Regions from separate parts of the Sus scrofa genome. Here region 2 is linked to region 1. A link is a contact called in public Hi-C data. All regions are on one chromosome and are shown on one strand. The core of a region is the stretch at or near the end of the contact, and the rest is flanking DNA. Distances in the headings are between cores, read along the strand shown. Region 1 overlaps SPIDR (DNA repair-scaffolding protein). Region 2 overlaps SPIDR (DNA repair-scaffolding protein).

Region 1 (6,940 bases), core at 1,610-4,109:
GTAATTAGGAACAATGGACAAAAAGCACATAAAGTCCTGTAAGTCCTATTACAGAAACATATATGGCCCTGAGCTTTGAAGATTACCTAAGGATCCAGTGTGGATGGCATGACAGGCTCTAGGCGCAGGGGCGTCACTTCCAGCATCAGGGCTGATGGCTACTGCCTGCTAGTGCTCATTAGTTCTCACTCACGACCCAGGGAATTTGACAAGGGTCTTCTTTACCAAGTGTTTAGAGAGTATACATTTAGAATGATACTCCAATTTTGAAACAGGAGTTTCACTGTGTTCATAAATCCTCATAAACACCCTTCAAAATAGGTCAACAACTCCTTTTGCACCTTTTAGCAGAAGGGGACCTTGGTGAGTGTTCAGGTGAAACAATGAGTGCCCCCCAGAACGACAGCTCAGTGGGTCTTGCGAATGCAAGGCAGAGCATGTAAGGGCCCGTGCACCACTGCCTGTGGCAGAGGCTCTGCTCACAAGAAAGACAAGAGTCCTTCCTTTTAACAACATTCAAAATCACAGGAAACAGTTTTAAAACATGTTCTATGATTCCATGATTACCTGTTACCAAATAGCCAAATTCTTCAAGAGTATGTGAGAAAGGTAGACCTCAGACACGAAGGGCAGTCGTGATGTTTTGTGAGCTGCATGTGTGAACATAAGGAAATGATTTGCAGTGTATGATTTACAATAATTATTAAATTTCCTTTTAAGCAGTCTCAGTATCTGTCACACATACATTACTACTGCCCTCATCTCCCTATCAGATTGTTTTCTTAGCACTGCCTACTTAACTTACTTTCAACCATCAATGCTGACATCCTCAGAATCATATCAAAAGAAACTAACTCCATAGAATTTAGCATAGATCTGAATATCCCCCTTTGTGCCTTGCTGTACCTGTAGCTTTCTACCATAACGTAAAGGAATGCTGCACCCAATTATTGACATGTGTTCCCTGTTCTGGGCTGCAGCACCATCTCCTCTCAAAGATGATACAAGAAGCACATCTTTCGCAGTGCCTAGCAGTTAACGCCTAGAACCCAGCAGCACCATCTTGGCATAAAGCAGTTATTCAGCAAGTGTCTGTGGAATTGATGGATGAATACATTTGGGATATATTAACTTTTTGAGACCAGATAGGTGCTTAGAAGTAAATTTTTGTTATACAAAGCCCCATCCCCTAAAACTAGCAGACATCTCCATACCAAATGAATGAAAATTAATCTCAACCAGTAACTGCATATTCAGATAGTTTAACAAATGTAAAACATCCAAGACAGAGCCAGACACATTAAATGCAACAAACCCTAGTTTATTTCTTAACTATTGTCAGCTAATATTTAAAGTTTTTAATAAATTGTTACTATGAGATCAGGAACTTCTGATCACAGACATAAAGGATGAAATACTACAGGCCATTTTCGGGACCAATCCCTCAAATGCACAGACCACTGTCACTGACGTTTTACAGAGCCCACAGCCAATCACCACTCCAGGCTGAGGGCACGGGGTTCGCAAGTGGGGCAAGACACAGAGAGAACAACGGTAGGCGACTACAACAAAAACAACCTGTTTTCCAAACTCTAATAATAGACTGTAGAAAAACACACATTTAGACACACACCTAACCCTAGAGCTTTTAGTCATTTTAAAGCTATTAGCAAGGATCTTATCCCAAACAACAGCCTCTTCTCCACCCCTACTGCTATGTCTAAAAATAAAATAGCACATTACACAGGCATATTTTGCTTTCTCCAGCCAGGAGCTCAGAAAACCCCCTCAAGCCTTACTGCAGCAGGATCAGTCCACTGTACACTATGAGTCAGCACTTCTCCACATTTCTGGAAATTCCTTACTAGCAACATGACCCACACAGGAAGCCAACTTTCCATTTCAATGTATAACAGGAAATATTCAAACACATTTCACTTAAACTGGAGAATTATTTTAATGTAAAATAAGTAAGAATCTACTAAAAGGCATTTGTTTAAAAAAAAAATCTATTTTAAAATAAGTAGACAAACAACGATTTGCTAAACCAGTATAATCAATCTGAGCAAAGACAATTCAGTGCCTAGAAGAGAGGAAACACAAATTAAGTTTACAATTTAACTCAGTTACTGTCCAATTTTATGTTGTACACATTACTACAAAGTTACATGACTTTGGAAAACCTATTTTGTTATATTAAGAATCTGCTAAGTTTTGTTTTGAATATTTGGCTTGGCCAGTAATGCAATTATACAGAAATAACAATGGAAATGTAAATATTATTAGGAAAGAAACCCTTTATAGCAAATATTATTATAGAATATACCTCCTTCCCTAATTAATGGATTGAAGTTACTTGTTTAGCATAAAATACATCAGTAAGTTACAGAGATTTTATGTTTCAGAAGCGATTTTTTTAGAAGATTAACAAACTTGAAAACAGCCTGTCTGTCCATTAAGGACGGCACCCAGCCCTCAGAGGGCCACGTTTCCAATTTGCGTTCAGAATGCTGCTTTCACAGTTAAAATGTCAGCTACAAGTTGTTTTCCCACAATTCTTAAACAGAGTTTCAAAACTTAAGTTCAGGAAAAAGCCAAATAGCTCAGCTATTACAGTCATTAATAAATGTATTTAACATTCGTGCAGCATCAGAATGTAAGACATCTGGTCCTAATTTCAGTTTTGGCTCAGAATAAAAGTGCCTCCCCCACAACAGTTTGATTATAAACTGTTCTTTTCCTCCTCTCTCTTTTTCTTCTTTGGAAGTTGTTGTCCTTCATTCTTGCTGGAAGCCACCTGACCACTGCCTGGAAGAGGAATGCAAAACATTCCCAGGAGCGGCTGTGACGTCAGCCCCACATTCCACCTCTCTGCGGTCAGGGCTGCCGGGAAACTCCAGCCTCCAGCAAAACCCCTCAGATGAGATAACAGCTAAGGCCTGCACTAAATCACAGTAAGAACTCCTTCACATTGCCCTTTAAAGATGGACATTTAAAAGGGGGAGGGGTACAGAGCTGGTTTTATGAAGCATATTTACCACTGATCTTCAAAATTTTGGTTTCTTTGTTTTCCCCTTTGGAGAAAAAAGCAAGAAAAAAAATGATTTAACAACAATCAACAGCAGACCAAATCACCTTAGGCCTTAGTATAGAGACAGGGTAAGATAAACAACAAAATAATTTGGGCTTCAACCAAAAGGCCTTCCTCAATTAAATAACGCCCCACCTGTCTCCAAACTCTCTTAGAGGAGGAAGAGAAGAAAGTCCCATGCAAGTATGCCTCCAAAAGTGGTGGCTGCATAGAGAAGGGATATGTGTATATGTATGGCTGGGTCACTTTGTTGTACAGCAGAAATTATCACAGCCTTGTAAATTAACTATACTTCAATAAAACTTAATAAAAAAATGAAAAGGAAAGTAGTGGATGCATTTTCTCTAAAAAGAAATATTGTATAAAGAAACTGCACAATGTAAATATTACAAATAAAATACAAACATACATGTAATCTTACATACAATTTTCATTTGCAACTTCCTAGATTTTTCCAAGTGTATTTATTAATGTGTTTGCAAATGTACTGTACATGATATTTTGTCCTCTGTTTTCCTTACATGCTTTACTGAATATCTTCGCATGCTATATAATGAACCTCTATACTTATTAAACTCTAAAACTGTAAAATGTTTCTTGGGGAGGAGAGAGGAGTCTATTACAAAACATGTTCTATGCATACCATTTTTTCTGTTTCTGCTAAATAATACCCTTGGAATTAATTTGCAGGCATAGATAATTAAATTGAATGAAATGTCTTATCACATTTCCTATACACAGAGACACTGATTTCCAAAAAGAATTATTCAATTATAAGATGGATATAAGTTTCCATGTATCCACTGTACTGTAACTTTGTCAGTATTCATATATGTATGTATACATAACTGTACATAAAATAGGCATGGAATAATGTGTCAAAGATGCTTTAATTTTTCTGATTAATAAGGACACTGAAGATTCCTTGATGAGTTTTAGGCAATTTTTATGATGAGAACTTTTAGAAAAAAGTACCACAATCATAAGTAGAAATTACAGGTATTATCAAAAAACATATTTTAGGAGTTCCCGTCATGGCTCAGTGGTTAACGAATCTGACTAGGAACCATGAGGTTGCGGGTCTGATCCCTGGCCTTGGTCAGTGGGTTAAGGATCCAGCGTTGCCTTGAGCTGTGGTGTAGGTCACAGACGCGGCTCGGATCCCAGGTTACTGTGGCTCTGCTGTAGGTTGGTGGCTACAGCTTTGAATTGACCCCTAGCCTGGGAACCTCCATATGCCGTGGGAGCAGCCCAAGAAATGGCAAAAAGACAAAAAAAACACAAAAAACAAAAAACAGATTTTACATTCATCCAAAAAACAACAAAAATTGTCATAGTTCAGCTTCTAAGTAATATATGCTATTATTAAAAGCAATCACCATCTAATACGACTATAAAATATAGTTCCTAGATACGGGCATGTGTGTGTCCCTCTGTGCTGTATTATGTGTGCACATACCCACCTACCACTAAAATGTATGTGTAAATAAGGAGCACAAGATACAGGTCCTACTTCTACCTCCAGAAAAGTTAATTGCCTTTCTGAACCTGTTTCCTCATCTGTAAGAATCTTTTACTTTGCTTACTAGATCCAGCTTGTCTTTTCTTGATATTCAACCTCTGAATCTTCATCCCTAGCACAATGTCTGGCACCAAACGTTCTTATTAATGGCAAATGAATATATTTTAATTCACTAGGTAGATTCAAAATAGGCAAATACTGGTAAAACAAGGGGAGAAATGCTCCAATATATTATCTTACTTTTTCTTCCATTCTTGAGTATCAAGTGAAAATGAAATCACCAGTTTAAGCTGGTGGTCACATTCTCTTTTTACTATGATTCATTTTAAAGTTCAAAGCACAGTGGGACAGAATGTTTTGGAATTTGAAATACCTTAAGCCTTCTGCCTTGGAGTAAAGCCAGGTGACCTAAACACATATCATTAACAAAACAAAACAGAACAAAAAGTAAGAGAAACTAGATGACAAAAACTAAAGAAACTAGCACCATCCTCACAGAGCTCTAGATGGACTTCATCCATTTTCCTAAGAGCTGCTGAGTTCTTGAGCACAGACGATTCTATTCTATTAGCTTAGTAAAAATTACAACTACAACTTGTACCAAATTCCTTCCTGACAAACTGCTCTAGACCCCTTGCATCCCTGCTCTGGGAAGAGCAGGGCAGCTTCAGGATGTTTTCTGCACAAGAATTATACCACCTGGAGGGAGAAATCTCAGCAACAGCACCTGCTGCAGCTCTTATTGCTTTTCTTCCTCTCAGTGAGCAAAGGCAGTTATGGGATGTGCTGCAGAGTTCATTAAAGACACCTGTGTATGACACTATGCCAGAAGCTGCACCCATCTGGCCATCAGAGCCAGGAGGAAATGGTCACCTAACAGATCAGACCATTTCCAGCAAAGTAAAACAGAACAGTGTTCCACATCCCTTTAAAAACTACCTCACTGACGTTATACCAATTTGGGATGAGACGAATGCCACACTAACCAAAACAAGTAGAAAAAATTATTCAAAAGCAAACTATTATTTTATTGCCATAGGCTAGGAATGACCTTGATAAGCTACTGCCTCAGCTGATTAAAAAATGGCTTCAGATCAATTATTAAAAAACCAAAGTTGTGGAGTTCCCATCATGGCTCAGGGGTAATGAACCTGACTAGTATCCATGAAGACATGGGTTTGATCCCTGGCATCACTCAGTGGGTTAAGGATCCGCTATTGCTGTGAGCTGTAGTGTAGGTTGCAACCAAGGCTTGGATCTGGCATTGCTGTGGCCAGCAGCTGCAGCTCCAATTCAACCCCTAGCCTTGGGACTTCTATATGCTGCAGGTGTGGCCCTAAAAAGGAAAAAAAAAAAACAAAAAACCCCAAAGTTGCCTTATTTGGTAAATATTACCCTGTACTCAACAAGGTTATAACTGATAAACTTATCTAAATTATTCAGTGTTTTTTTTTGTTTGTTCGTTTTTTGTCTTTTTACCTTTTTCTAGGGCCACTCCTATGGCATATGGAGGTTCCCAGGCTAGGGGTTGAATCGTAGCTGTAGCCGCCAGCCTATGCCAGAGCCACAGCAACTCGGGATCAGAGCTGCTTCTGCAACCTACACCACAGTTCACGGCAACGCTGGATCCTTAACCCACTGAGCAAGGCCAGGCACCGAACCCACAGCCTCATGGTTCCTAGTCGGATTCGTTAACCACTGCGCCACGACAGGAACTGCTATTCAGTTGTTTGTTATAACCAGTTTATCTCGAAGGGTACATCTGATGTTATACTGCAATCAAGCCTCATGAGTATTTTCTGTGATTACCTTTCTAATGGAGGAATGGGCGCTCATTAACACTCAGGAATGTTACTATTTTATTGGGCTGAATGAAACACAGAATGAAACTAATAATTAATAATGTCTATCAAGGATTCTTTTTTTTTTTTTGCTTTTTAGGGCCGCACCCGCAGCACATGGAGGTTCCCAGGCTAGGGGTCGAATCAGAGCTGTAGCTGCTGGCCTACACCACTGCCACAGCAATGCAGGATCCAAGCCATGGCGTCTGTGAGCTACACCATGGCTCACAGCAATGATGGACCCTTCACCCACTGAGCAAGGCCAGGGATCAAACCTGCAACCTCATGGTTCCTAGTCCGATTCATTAACCATTGAGCCACAATGGGAACTCCAAGGATTCTTTTTGATATAAAAGTCTGAATCAAAATTTTCTTTTCTTCTTTTTGTCTTTTTTTTTGGTCTTTTTAGGTCCACACCTGCAGCATATGGAGGTTCCCAGGCTAGGGGTTGAATCAGAGCTGTAGCTGCCAGCCTATACCACAGCC
Region 2 (6,940 bases), core at 2,044-4,543, 130 kb after region 1:
CAGAGTTAAAACAGTTGCTAAATCTTTTTTTTTTTTAATTTTATTGGAGTATAGTTGACTTACAGTGTTGTATTAGTTTCAGGTGTACAGAAAAGTGAATCAGTTATACATATACATATATCCATTCCTTTTTCCCCATATAGGTTAATACAGAACATTGAGTTGACCTCCCTGAACTACACAGTAGGTCTTTGTTAGTTACCTATTTTATATATAGTGGTGTGTATATTAATCCCATACTTCCAATTTAACCCTCCTGCCATGGTTTCCCCTTTAGTAGCCATAAGTTTGATTTCAAAATCTGTGAGTTTATTTCTTGTTTACAATTGAATTCTTCTGAATCATTTTTTATTAGACTCTACATATAAGTGATATCATATATTTGTCTTTGTCTGACTTACTTCACTTAGTATGATAATCTCTACATCTATTCATGTTGCAAATGACTTTATTTCATTCTTTTTTATGGCTGAGTAATATTCCACTGTATATATGTGCCACATCTTCCTTACACATTCCTCCATTGATGGACATTTAGGTTGCTTCCATGTCCTGGATGTTGTAAACAGTGTTGCCATGAACACTGGGGTGCACATATCTTTTCAAATTATGGTTTGCTCCAGATATATGCCCAGAAGTAGGATTGCTAGGTCACATGGTATTTCTATTTTTTCAGAAAAATATATTTTTCTAAATATATATAATACTATATATTGTTTATATAGTTTTTTAAGTAAGATTCATAATGTTTTCCATAATGGTTGCATCAATTTATACTCCTACCTACAGTGTAGGCTAATTCCAATATACAAGTCATATTAAGGTCCATCTCAATTAACTGTCCTTTCATTTAAGTATAGGTCACATTTTCTGGGTTTGTGTGTGTATAAACATAGGCATTAGAGTGATACTTTTTTTTTTTTTTTTACACTCTGGAATCTCTTATGCTCTTCTGAAGATTATTTACTTTTTTGCTTAAATGGCCGTTGGCTATACTCACTCTCCATAATGCTTTCTCACATGTAGTAGAAAGTAATTGAAATCTGTGTAGTTCCTATATCTTATAAGATATAGATGCATAATTTGGGGGTTCCTTCCTTCCTACTCTAACTTTTAAGCTCCTACAGCCACCCCAAACTCTGTGTTGTGATATCTATACAAGTTTAGCCACTTTAAACTACATTGATGGGGGCAAAAAGCAGAGAATAGTGAAAAACTCTCCTTGTTTGGGCCACCCTCGTCTTCTAAATGACAACCCCTTCAGTTTCTGCCAGCTGCCTGCCCATCTACTGTGCCTTCACTTTTATATTCTTTTTATACCTTTATATAAATATATTTCAAAAATGTTTATTTGTCCATAATTTGCCATTGTTATTTGTAAGAAAAATAATCTGAAACACGCTACTGTCATTACTAAAAGTGGAACTCCTAAGAATTTTTTAAATTAGAAAACTAGAGGACTATAAAAGTCACACTGTGATTACTTATATCATTACATTTTAATTTATATATAGTTGTAACCTGAATTCCTACAGTAGTCCTTTTTCTATTCTATTCCTTCTTATACCAGAAAACAGATAACTGGGGAAATGAAAGGAAGGAGAAGAAAGAGGAAAATGAAGGGAAATGGGATGACAGGGTGATAATGAAAGAGGAGGAAGATTTATACTGGCCCCAAACTGACAAAGTCCCTGTCCTGTTCTGTCACAAACTAAAGTTTAGCCAATTAAGAAAGATATGAATAAATAAGGATGTAAGTTCTGAAACAGATGCTATTAATGCTACTGGCACATTCTTTCACACTCACTTCATTAAAAAGAATAAAAGCCAAAATATGCTATAATATTAAGAGATCATGAACAGATAGACCATAGATATATACACACAAAATTGTAATATAAAATAAAAACCAAAAAATATCTACTCCTCAATACAACTTATAACACTCCACCTTTTTTATCGTGAGAACACACTGGACAATAGATGTTGTTCTTAAGTATAATGTTTCTATAATGGAATCTTTCATATATAATCAAACAAAATCATGACTAAAAACTCCGTATTTCCCTTTACAAATGTTGTCAGTTTTGTTTTTTTTTTTTCCATTTTTTTTGCTTTTTAGGGCCACACCTATAGCACATGGAAGTTCCCAGGCTGGAGGTCGAATCGGAGCTACAGATGCCTGCCTAGGCCACCCACAGCAACGCAGGATCCGAGCTACATCTGCAACCTACACCATAGCTCACAGTAACGCCAGATCTCCAACCCACTGAGTGAGGTCAGGGATCAAACTCGTATCTCCATGGATACTACTCGGATTCATTTCCATTGAGCACAACTGGAACTCCCTTGTCAATTTCTATGTAAACTTATTTTAGAGAGGGTTTCTGAGTGCTTTTGATTATGATAATTAAATTCTTTCAACTCTATAACGATGTATATACATTGGATAGCACTTAGACTAACAATTAATACATAGTCATATCATTTTATTCTAATTCATCATTAAAACTAAAGTGAAATTGAATGTCTTCTGAATATATAGAAATAAATAAAAATAGAGAATTATAAATATGCTCATTCAATCTACAAATACTTTCTAAGTTTGTCTGATCACTTTCTAAATATCCTCCTATGTGAGAATATAAAACTGTGCTTATTCCAATTCTGTTAAACCTTTTCCATATTTCATCTTCTGTGACATACTGAATTATTTGTTCTGCCCCTACTGTTAAGAGTACAAAAAACACAACTGGTTATTTTGTTTGTTTTTTTACCTTTTTTTAAAATTAAAGTATAATTGGAATCCGACTAGGAACCATGAGGTTGCGGGTTCGGTCCCTGCCCTTGCCATGAGCTGTGGTGTAGGTTGCAGACGCGGCTCGGATCCCGAGTTGCTGTGGCTCTGGCGTAGGCCGGTGGCTACAGCTCCGATTCAACCCCTAGCCTGGGAACCTCCATATGCCGCGGGAGCGGCCCAAGAAATAGCAGCAACAACAACAACAAAAAGACAAAAGACAAAAAAAAAAAAAAAAAAAAAAAAAATTAAAGTATAATTGATTTACAATGTTGTACCAAGGAACACATCTGTTTTATAACAATGAATCCATATTTCAAATTTGAAAATCACATTTGTTTTCCCTTTAAAACTGCATGAACTAGAGAGTTCCCGCTGTGGCACAGCATAAATGAATCGGACTAGCATCCATGAGGATGCAGGTCCAATCCCTGGCCTCGCTCGCTCAGTGGGTTGGGGATCTGGTGTTGCTGTGAGCTGTGGTGTAGGTGGCAGACACGGCTTGGATCTGGTGTTGCTGTGGCTGTGGTGTAGGCAGGCATCTGTAGCTCCAATTGGGCCTGTAGCCTGGGAACCTCCATATGCCACTGGTGTGGCCCTGAAAAAGCAAAAAAAGCAAAAAACAAAAAACAAATCCTACATGAACTACTTTCAGATCTTGTTTATGCCAGCCAGCTTCTCTTACGCACCTTCACCAAAAGCTCAAACCTCACTAGGGTTATCTGATATTTATTAAACCTATTAGCCTATACTTGCATAGGAGTCACTACATAAAGCAGAAGAAAATTACATAACAAAGCTCACCTAAATCCAATTTTCTTCACACTTCCTTAAAAATGTAGGTTACACAGAAAACTCACTGCTGTATCTCTGCTGCCCTCTATAGGAATGATTCTTGGAAGACACTAATAAGATAAATCAAAAACCCAGACAGCAATACTGAACCATAGGAAAAATCACATCAATAATCAACTCCATTTGACAAATGTCCTAAAAGGCAACATTATGGTCTTTGATTTCCATCATGCTTTTCCTCCAAGTTGTTATGTAATGATGCTATACTTCAAGAAAATGAACTTAAGTAATTAAGAGAACTTGGGACCAGACTCTATGAGTTAGAAGCTCATTCTGACATTTATTAGCTATGTCTCCATTCCCTTATCTATAAAATGGGGCTAATAACATCTAGATAACACCATCAGCACTTAGCAAAGTGTCTCAGATAAAGAAAGAACTCAGGGTTACTGTGTTTTATTAATATTATTGCTATTACTATTATTGACAAAATGGTCAGGACCACAGCACTGAAGCCAAAGTCCCTGAGTAAAATCTAGGTTCATTTTGAGTTCATATTTGTGTATGGTGTTAGAGAAATTTTTTTTGGGTCTTTTTAGGGCCTCACCCATGGCATATGGAAGTTCCCCGCTAGGGGTCGAATCAGTGCTGCAGCTGCTAGCCTACGCCATCAGCCACTGCAACACCAAATGTAAGCCACAATCTGTGACCAACACCATAGCTCATGGCAATACCAGAGGATCTTCAACCCACTGAGCAAGACCATGGATTGAACCTGTGTCCTCATGGATACTAGCTGGGTTCTTTACCACTGAGCCACAATGGGAACTCCTACAGAATGTTCTAATTTCATTCTTTGACATATATCTGTGTAGTTTTCCCAGCACCACTTATTGAAGAGACTATCTTTCCTCCACTGTAGGTTCTCTCATCCTTTGTCATAGATTACTTGACCATAGGTGCTTGTGTTTATCCTGTACCATTGATCTGTATTTCCGTTTCTGTCCCAGTACTGCTTTGATTACTGTAGCTTTGTAGTATAGTCTGAAGTCAGGATATCCGATTCCTCCAGTTCCGTTCTTCTTTTTCAATACTGCTTTTGCTATTCGGGGTCTTTTGTGTTTCCATACAAATTTTAAAATATTTTGTTCTGGTTCTATAAAGAATGAACGTCACTAGTAATTTGATAAGGATTGCACTGAATCTGTAGATTGCCTTGGGTAGCATAGTCATTTTGACAATAGTGATTCTTTCAATCCAAGAGATTCTCATACTAAGTGAAGTAAGTCAGAAAGAGAAAGACAAATACCATATGATATTGCTTATATGTGGAAATTAAAATATGGCACAAATGAATCTATCAAACAGAAACAGACTCACAGACATAGAGAACAGACTTGTGGTTGCCAAGGGAGAGGGGGAAGGAAGTGAGTTGGATGGGGAATTTGGGGTTGGTAGATGCAAATCATTACATTTAGAATGGATAACAATGCAGTCCCACTGTACAGCACATGGAACTATATCCAATCTCTTGGGATAGAACATGATGGAAGAGAGTATGAGAAAAAGAATGTATACATGTGTATGACTGGGTCACTATGCTGTACAGCAGAAACTGACTGTAAAATCAACTATATTCTTTTAAAAAAAAAAATCCAGGTTCAATCATTTACTACTTTATAACCATAGGAAAATTACTCAATCCCTCTGTTTTAGAATCCTCATCTGGAAAACAGGAATGGTAATAGTTCCCACCTCACAAAGTTACTGTGGGATTTAAATATGCTTTGTATGTAGCTAAGCACTTAGAAGAGAGTCCCACAACATCAGAAGCACTCATGATGTTATTAACAAATGCTGTTACTATGAGTTCAGTAAACTTTACACAAAGACTAGGAGAACTCTGTTACAGAGAACTGATGGAACTGTCTTTATAGGCATGTATGTATGTTTCCTAATTCAAAAACATCCCTCACCCCACCCTGGGAACTGGATTCAAGATAGATGTGAAATAATCAAGGCTTCCCACTGAGTTAAAATACAATTCTTCTGTAGAGTAAATATCCACTCACCATGTATGTTCCATTTCTACAAACACACATGAGATGCAAAAAGTAATAGCCTTGTGAGTTATATAAGGAAGGTTTTATTTCTGAAGAGCTAAGAAACAGTTATAAAACTCCCAATTATAGTACAAATCTTCCCCCTCCATGTTATTCAAAGTGCACAACTCATTTTAACACTGTAACTGACTCTGTCAACACCCTACTCACATCTCCTACCTCTTTTCAGTGATGCTGGCCCTATTTCCAACTTTCAGCACCCTCATTTCTTTGCATCAGGGCTTCATCTGGCTGTTGGGACCCATTTTTCTCTACCTGCACAGTAGTTTGTAAGAATTAGGAAACACTCCTATCCCCTGTCTCCACCAAGAAGCAACCCTCAACCAATGAATGAAGGGATTATATATAAATACTCGGGCTTCCTTAACCCTCTGGAGGCATAATTCTGATGCTTCCAAAGATTCCCAACAGCACTAAGGTCTAGTGCCCACAATGGTAACTTGCTTGATATAGATGCCTTGATTGGCTGCTATCATTTCCCAGGCTCAATGGACCACTTCACCACCAGAGAATTCTCAGGGCATGCTGCTATGGAAATTCAAGGAAAAACAAACTATAAGTAGAGGCAAGTCTACAAAAACTGCACATCACATAGTTGGTTTCTTTCAGCCTATGTGAAATACTGAATAAACAAAGGAGAGTGGTTTTAGGTATGAGCACAGGGAAGTACTAGGAAAAAAGTGCTGATGTGACTACAAGATACTGGGTAGAGGTATGCAGGTATGAGTTAAAGTCTCCTGAAAGGTAGATGCCAACACAGCATTGGCTACTACATGAGAAATTTATTGGGGGAAGTACCTGCAAAGGATAAAGGGGAGAAAGCAGGAGTCAAAGAGAGCTTTAAGGCCACAGTGCAGGTCTGACAACTATGAAAGGTGAAGGAGAAGGAAAGAGGATTCAGTAGAAGAATTTCTAATGGCAGTGAAGCACTAGGAAATTTTGGCTTGGCTGATGGTATGTCGTCAAAGTCACCCCTCAAGCAGTTCTGTGTGACTCTATCTCACAACCCTGCCATATTCCATGGTCAAGTATTGGGACAAGCCCCTGGGAAGTATGGCCCCAGTACAAACATAATAGTGGGTCCTGAAGGATGGCAGTTGGGGCCATCAATCAACTAGGTTCCTCGCAACAGAAGATCTGAGTGCACACTTCTTGTCCTGCAAAGGATGATAGTCCAAACTGACATCAACTTAGGACTTGAAAAATGTGTCTAGAGAAAATCTTC

Evidence for each region. Hi-C and Micro-C count contacts between places; a contact is called where the count stands out from the background.
Region 2: a Hi-C map of skeletal muscle shows a contact between it and region 1, with 2.4 times the contacts expected there. A contact is called at or near these places in 12 of 47 Hi-C or Micro-C datasets (alveolar macrophages, embryonic fibroblasts, liver and 5 more) and 2 of 2 datasets of targeted methods (alveolar macrophages and skeletal muscle).

Annotation. Positions count from the first base shown.
Region 1 is chr4:80,024,067-80,031,006 of Sscrofa11.1, forward strand. All of the region lies in intron 8 of SPIDR (DNA repair-scaffolding protein), which reads right to left. Among named protein-coding and RNA genes, the nearest start is that of CEBPD, 150 kb to the left of the region's middle.
Region 2 is chr4:80,152,403-80,159,342 of Sscrofa11.1, forward strand. The region is part of intron 5 of SPIDR (DNA repair-scaffolding protein); the gene reads right to left. Among named protein-coding and RNA genes, the nearest start is that of SPIDR, 35 kb to the right of the region's middle.